Linked DNA regions of Capra hircus: region 1 is linked to region 2. A link is a contact called in public Hi-C data. All regions are on one chromosome and are shown on one strand. Each heading gives the region's core, a stretch centred on a gene start, on an enhancer-like site or on the middle of the called end of the contact. The rest is flanking DNA. Distances are from core to core; before and after follow the strand shown.

Region 1 (3,558 bases), core at 623-3,122, 45 kb before region 2:
GAAGCCCTCTCTGAGTGTCAGAGCCACACGATAAGTGACATATATAGTAGCTGGTTGGTGGGGAGGGCCGCCACTTCTTAGGGCCCACCCCAGGAGGTGGTGGACATTAAGTGCCAAGTGAGGAAACTGTTTTAGAGCCAAAGCGTTAAAAAAAAAAAAAAAAAAAAATCCTGGCCACAAACCACTGAGGCTCTACTGAGAGCTTGTTTTGTGCAGGTTCTGAGCCCGGGAAGGCGTCTGGGCGGGAGGGGCGGGGGGAGGCTGGAGTGGCAGTTCAAAATAGGAGGAGGAATAACCCTGGATGGGGTATGGCCCTTCAAGAGGCGGGAATGGCATGAGCAGAGGCATGGAAGTAGGAATGTATAAAATGTGTTACAGGGAAGAGTTAGGTTACCACAGAGTTTCCAGTAATAAATGTCCATTGTCTACTACGTGCTAGACCCTGTTCAAGTCACCAGGATGAAGCTGGTGAACAAAACAAAAATCCCTCCTCTGTGGACGTTGTAGTGCATAGCCAAGATGATAATAGCTCACACTTATTGAGTGCTTACTACATACCTCGCACTTGTTTCAAGTACTTTATTTACTCATTTAATCCTCAAAACATCCACATAAAGTAGGCATGGTTATTGTCTCTAGTCCGCAGATGAGGAAGTGTTGGCACGGAGAGTGGAGGCATCTGCAGACTCAGAGCCCCGCTCTGGCCACTCTGGCCGCTCTGGCCCTGCCATTCCAATACTCCACCACCCTCGGTGAGAAAGGGTGGGAGGTCAGGTTGCCAGGCAACACGGGCTGGTCTGGATGGTGGCGCATGCTGGGCAGGGAAAGTGGGTATCCAAGTGTCTTTGGAAGATTACGCTGGGGGCGTGAACGTGAAAGTCGCTCAGTTGTGTCCGACTCTTTGCGACCCCATGGGCTATACAGTCCGTAGAATTCTCTAGGCCAGAATACTGGAGTGGGTAGCCTTTCCCTTCTCAAGGCTATCTTCCCAACCCAGGGATCAAACCCAGGTCTCCTGCACTGCAGGTGGAGTCTTTACCAGCCGAACCACAGGGGAAGCCCACTCCGGGGTGGGGGGTGTGTGGAGTCAAATGGGGAGAAGCACATGGCTGGAAGGACTTGGGGGTTTGGGGGCGGGCAGCGAACCCCTCTAACTTTACTGGCTGGAGGGAGAAGAGTGAAGACAGAAGAATCAGTTGATAGGGCTCGGGACATTCCTTAGGTCATAGCTTGTGTGGAATTAGTGAACTTGGTGGAAATTATTCTCTCCTCCTCGAGGAGGACTGACTGCTGGTTTACTGCGGATTATTCTTTGTATTATCAGTGACTGCATTTCACAAAGGGTGACGGGGCCTCTCTTGTGGGTCAGGCCCTGAGCCCAAAACACGAAAGGTCTCCCAGACTTGGCCAGAAGACATGATTTGTGCCAAGTCCAGCCTTGGTTTTTTCTCTCCAAACTCCATTACCTCAAACCCAGCGTTCGGGTAAGTTGCAGACCCGCTCCTATTCTCCTTCACCCCCTGTCCCCCACCCCCGTCTCTGCCCTGCAGGCCCCTTCATATTTCTTCATCAGAAATCCTAACGCCGGCCCCTCCTGGTGGCCGGTCTGCCGGTCCCCAGGCCTGGTGGGAGCCTGGCTTTTGTGCTCGTGGTACCACTGCTTTGCCTCCCTGCCTACCGACCTCTGTCATGCCTGCTTCAGACTTGCAGAAGCACAAGCCAGACCCCTTTTTCAACCTATTCCAGTTTCCATCCATGTTTCCTGAACGGATATAAAGTTCCACTTGGGTTTAGGTAAGAGCGGCCAACTTTATTTTTTTTGGCCGCCACTGCCCGGCTGCTGCCAGTCCAGCCTCCCGGCGGCCCCCTCCCTGCACCTGCACGCACGCCCTCTTGGCTGCACGGTTTTGCCAAGCCCTCTCCTTGCTGGGTTTGCCTGTCCCCCGGAATCCCAGAAGAGCTTGGATCCTCATGCATCACGTCCCTGCTGCGTCCTTCAGCCCTTCCCCCCGCCCTCCCACCCTAACTCAGCTCTGACCCTCTGACCGCATATACCCTACTCTGCGGCAGGGTGGGGTCCAGGGATCGGGTACTCCTGTGAGTTGGCCATGATGTGAAGAACATATTTCAAGATTGCCCTTTAAGAAGGTCCTCAGCCAGGCATAGCCCTTGAGGGCTGGGGATTCCCGCCTGGGAATTTTTCCAACATTCTGCCAGCTGTTTCTTCTCTTTCAGTAGTTTTATTATTTTTCTTTCTGTTCTGACTCCTCCTTTCGCTTTCAGTGTGGCAGCTCAGGCCAAATGGCAGGGGAGGGGGGGACCTGGCATTTGCTGAGGTAGGAGCTACGACCATGGTCGGCTGTGCAAAGGGAGGGCATGGGATGAAGGGGGAAACAGGAGTGGCACACAGGAAGTGAGGCCAGCAGCAGGGGGGCCTCTAGCTTTTCTGGTGATCTTCATGTCGCTCGGCTCTGGGCACAGGGCCTCGACTCCTCCTGGCTCCTGTCAAAGTAGCCTGCTGGCTACTTGGAGGGTGACACATTAACCCAGTAACACCAATTCACTTGTCAGAAGTGCTAGCTGCTGCCTAAGAGACCAGACGCCAAGGAGAAGGGCACAGGGATCGGATCAGTTGTGAAGGAGGGCTTGGGAAGGGTTGGGCGCAGGGAGGCCACGTTTGGGGAGGTGCCGTGACACCTCTGAGCAGGAAGGAGGTGCCAGACACCCTAGGGATTTGGGTGGGAGGGATGAACTCCTACCTAGGAGAGCTTTTTCCACTACAAAATTAGGCTCCAGGAGGGTGGGTAGTGTGAGTAGAGTCCCTTGGTGAGATCATTTCCCTAGGGAGATGTTAGTATCACAGCATTTGCCTGTGTTACTGGGCCTCCACACTGGGTCCCCCTGGAAAGCTTCTTGCTGGGGACAGCCACTGGCCTCCAGCTTCAGATAAGGATTATTAAACTCAGCTGTGTATAACAGAAGAGCAAAATAAGTGGCTTAAACCTGAGAATATTTTTCCCTCACCTTCAACTGTGGAGACAGTCTTGAGCATTTTAAAAGCAAGACTTACAGGAATAGAGACCTCCAGGTACGCCCTCACCTTCGGAACTCTGCTTGTCAGGCAGCTCATTCTGTGCACAGCGGGATGCCTGTGCCCTGCAGGGACTTCCTTCCCTCCCCGTCTCAGAGCCCCACGTGATTCCTGGGCTCGCCTCCCAAATTCTTATCTGGGGCTCTGTATCTGAGGGTCCCCCGAGTAAGATGCTGGTATCAGTGAGAAATTACTGCATTTGAAGCACTGTCTCATTTCTTCCTCGGCCCTGCCTGGTGGGATGCCATTATTAAACCCCATTCTAGGGATGAGGCTGTGACTTGCCCTAAGGCACCCACATTAGAGCCAAGACTAAAAAAAAAAAAACCAGGTCGTTTTGTGATATCATCTTGTGATGGATTCCTAGACTTCCCCAAGTCAGATAATGCATGTTTTTGGACTTTTGATCTGTTCTGACAAATGGCCCCTGAGTCAAGTAAAGCCCCCTGTCCCTCCCTGCTGGCAGT
Region 2 (3,677 bases), core at 110-2,609:
GTCCTCCCTGAGGTCAGCTGCTTTGGGGGAAGAAGACTGGGCATGTCTGGGCAGAGATTTCCAGACGCCGAACAGCCCTAGAGGTCAGTAATTGCAGCTGCTTCCAGCCTGCATTCTATGTTTTAGTCAATTTCTGTTCAGATTAACACTCTGTTCTCTGCAATTTTTTTACAGGCAGAAATCAAAAATATTTCAGATGAAGGAAGGAAGCAAAGGTGGGGTACAAGTGGGGATGGGGAGCAGCAGGGCACCTCACTAGCTTTTGCATCTGCTGGAAGCTCTGGTTGGCCTTTCTAGAATTGCTTTCGTCCGTGTCACCTCAGAGTATTGCCTGGAAATGACAGGTGCTAGGCATATCTTGTATTCTAAAGCCGCTGAAACAGGGCAATAAGCAGAGAGCTCTGGATGAGAAGCAAAAGGTCTGTGTTCTAACCATCACCATTGACTTGCTGTATCCCCTGAGTCAGGCCTCCAAGCTCTGAGCCTCCCTTTGCAGCAGTGTATGTGGTGGGTGGGGATTACCCAGGAGATAACTCACCCACCCAATCCTTCTCCCCTTCCCAGCCCGCAAATCCACAGCAATCAGATTGAGCTTTCCTCTGCTAAGGTGAGACGGGAGGTGGATATAGGCGGTGAGGAGGAGGGGGTGGGAAGCTTAGCTCAGTGTCCCATTTTCCCTGGAGACCAAGCTAGCCCTTTCTTGGCAGTGTCCCCAATTCCGTCCTTCCCTGGAGCATTTGACAAATAACTTCTCACCCCTTTAGTTCTGTGGGCTTCGGTCGGATTCCTCTTCTGTGAAATACGGGGAATTGAATCCTCTTCTGTGAAATAAAGGGAATTGAATCCGTTCTGGCCCCCAAGAATGCTTTGTTGGGGTCTCTGGGTGCCTCAGGTGATGGGGAGAGGTGGTGTAGTGAGGGACCCATGGTGGTACAGTGGGGCTTTTCTGGGAATTGCAAAGTGAAGTGTTGTTTTAAAAACAAAATTATTTAAGGATCTTTTTTCCTTTATTAATGTCATTCCTCGTGGTTTATTCAGGTGTTGGGGTAAATCCTTGCCCAGAGCCAGTCGGTGGTGGGTCAGGGAGGGGGGCTAGTCCGTCTGGTCCCAATAGCGCCGCCGTCACGTTGGTGGGAGGTCCAACTCGCCCTCCCCACCCCAACCACCCCGAACTGGGGGGAAAAAAAAAGAGAACTGGGACTCAGTTCTTGCGGAAATATGTCAAGTGCACAAACCCAGGCGCGGAGAGTGGGAAGGAGGGAAGCGCCCCCCTGCAGCCTGTGAGGTTGGCAGCGGAGTCATCGGGGAGCCGTCGGAGCAGAAGCGCCGCTGTGGGCGGAGCGGCCGGTCCCGCCTCCAGCCTCTTTATAAGCCCGGCGCCCGGCGCCCGGCGGCGCCAGCTGAGGTGTGAGCAGCGGCTGGAGACCGTGGTTGGGAGACCCGGCGCTGCGCGCAGATTCACGGAGACGTCCCGAGACCCCCAGGAGAGGTGAGGGAGCCGGGGCCAGAGCGGATCCCGAGCTGAGGCTCCCGAGCCGAGCCGAGCGAGTCCGCGTGTTTGTCCGTGCCCCTGGGGGGTGTGTATCCGCGGGGGCGCGTGTGTCCTGTGTTCACAGGTGAATGGCGCGCGGGGCCCTGCGCGCGGGTCTCGGTTTGGAGTGCACCAAGGGCTGTGAGTGCGCGTGTGGGGACAGGGCCCGGGATGCGTCGGAGGCTCCGGGCGCGGAGAAGGCGCCCAAGTACTAGGGATCTCCCCTCTGCGATCCCTCCCCTGGAAACTCCGCCGGGGCGAGGGAAGGCGTGGACCCGGCCGAGGGTGCGCCCGGGACTCCAGGCTCGGCACGCTCGCTGCGTGGGGACAAAGCCCGGTCCGCGCAGGACTCCGGGAGGGGCGGGGAAAGCCAAGCCGAACAGGTTCATCTGGGATCCATTCCCGGGCGGTTCTCAGATCCGATCGGTGTCGTCCTGGCCCAGAACCGAGGTCAGAGTCCCCGGTGCTGCTGAGGTCAGCTCCGGCTGTGTCCTGGGCCCCTGGGAACGTGTCGGGACACGTTCCTTAAGAGTAAGCTGGGAGGTGACTCACGGTGACAAGAAGACCCCGGGGAACGAGCCGGGTGACATCAGAACTCCGCCAGGGCTGGGAGACTGTGGCTCCGCCAGAAGTCCCTTCTCCCTCTCCACGGTCTCTGTGCCCCCACGCCGCCACCATCAATCAGCACAGTGACCTATTTGGCTGGCACAGAGTGTTCTCAGGGAAACCGGGACACCGGGAGGTCCAAGACCGGGTGTCCGGTCCCTGCCCCGAGGCGCGCCCTCTGGGACCCGGAGCCGCGGCCGGGCGCTGGGTGGGCTTGCGCCAGCCTGTCAGTTAGGGAAGCCCCGAAGCCGGACCTACCTCTCTCCCAGCGCTGCCGTGAGAACCCCGGCCCAGCCTGCCCTTGGGTCGGCCGGACGGACTCGGGGACAGGAGCCGAGCTCTGCTCTGCGGCGCGGTGGGGGCACCCAGCCCAGGACGGGGGCGGTGGGGGAAGGGAAGGAAAGGTCCTGTGTTTGAGGGATGGGGCTTCGCGGTGCGTCGCTGCTCAGGCCTCCGTCACCTGCTTTCAGGGACTCCAAGCCAGTCCGGAATTCCCTCTCCAAGGACAACAGGGCTAGCAGAGCAGGGCGATTCGCCCTTCGGACGCCACCGCCCAGCGCGGACTGTAGTGCGTCCGCCTTGTCCGCCTGGTCTGGGGCCCTCGGAGGACACTTGCGCGTTCCCCGTAGGGACAAGAATCCTGGAACTGGGTTTGGTGCTTTAGGGCGCCCGGGCAGCTCCCTCCCTCCCTCCTTCCCCTTCCTCCACGTTGCGTTTCGGGGAGGACTTAAGAGCGGTTTTGTTTTCGTTGCTCCCGTCTATTTTTATTTTTCAGGGATCTGACTCATCCCTTGCTTTGGGCGTGGAGATAAGGTGGAGGGAACAGATCTCGGCGCGCTTGTTGCGTGCGTGCCGTGTGTGTGTGCGTGCCGTGTGTGTGTGTGTGTGTGTGTGTGTGTGTACGCGCGTACGCGCGTGTTTCACAAGAGGCGGCGCGAGAGCGCGCTGTTTCCCAATAGTGGCGGGCGTTTCGGAAGCCTGACTGGCTCAGCGTGACGTGTTCGCGGCCCCCGATCCCCCTCCCACTCCCCCTCCCCACCCCAGGGTGACGTGCAGCGGGAGTGGAAGCGAAGTTTTGGCGGGCGGGTAGCGCTTTGCAGGAAACTGACTCATCACAGCTCGCTGCCGGCCTCCCAAGCTCTGCCCACGCAGCTCCCCCTCCGCGCGTGATTTCCTGGAGACCGGCGCCCTCTTCTGGCCACATGGCTAATAGCTAACCCGCCTTCCCGCGGAATGAGTCTTCACCAGCCTTTGATTCCCAATGTAATCTACTCTGGTACTGATGCTGAGTCTTTGCCCACTCCTCTCTTAAAAGTAGTGCCCCCATTGGATCTGCAGTGTTTACTGAGTGCTTACTGATTATTTGGGAATGAAAATATGGTTGAAGTCCAAGGCATGATAAAACCCTAGCAGGGTTCCTCCTCTTGCCAATGAAGCCCTGAGATCTGTAGTGTCTATTCAAGCCATTCTGTGTGTCCCTTCTTGGCTGGCACCCCAAGCATGCCCATCTGGAGAACTGTCAAGCCCTTGAATTTAATCA

Evidence for each region. A called contact is a pair of places that touch in the nucleus more often than the background predicts.
Region 1: a contact with region 2 is called in a Hi-C map of blood, with 5 times the contacts expected there. The contact joins the enhancer-like site here to the promoter of CDKN1A in region 2. A contact is called at or near these places in 2 of 5 Hi-C or Micro-C datasets (both in blood).

The regions. Positions count from the first base shown.
Region 1 is chr23:38,207,590-38,211,147 of ARS1.2, reverse strand. No RefSeq gene overlaps it. Among named protein-coding and RNA genes, the nearest start is that of SRSF3, 25 kb to the left of the region's middle. Within about 2 kb of position 1,872, at least 1 of the 5 cell types and tissues checked has an H3K27ac peak or open chromatin away from gene starts, as enhancers often do.
Region 2 is chr23:38,162,007-38,165,683 of ARS1.2, reverse strand. It overlaps CDKN1A (cyclin-dependent kinase inhibitor 1), which reads left to right and starts at 1,359. Exons shown (of 3, transcript XM_018039118.1): 1 at 1,359-1,489.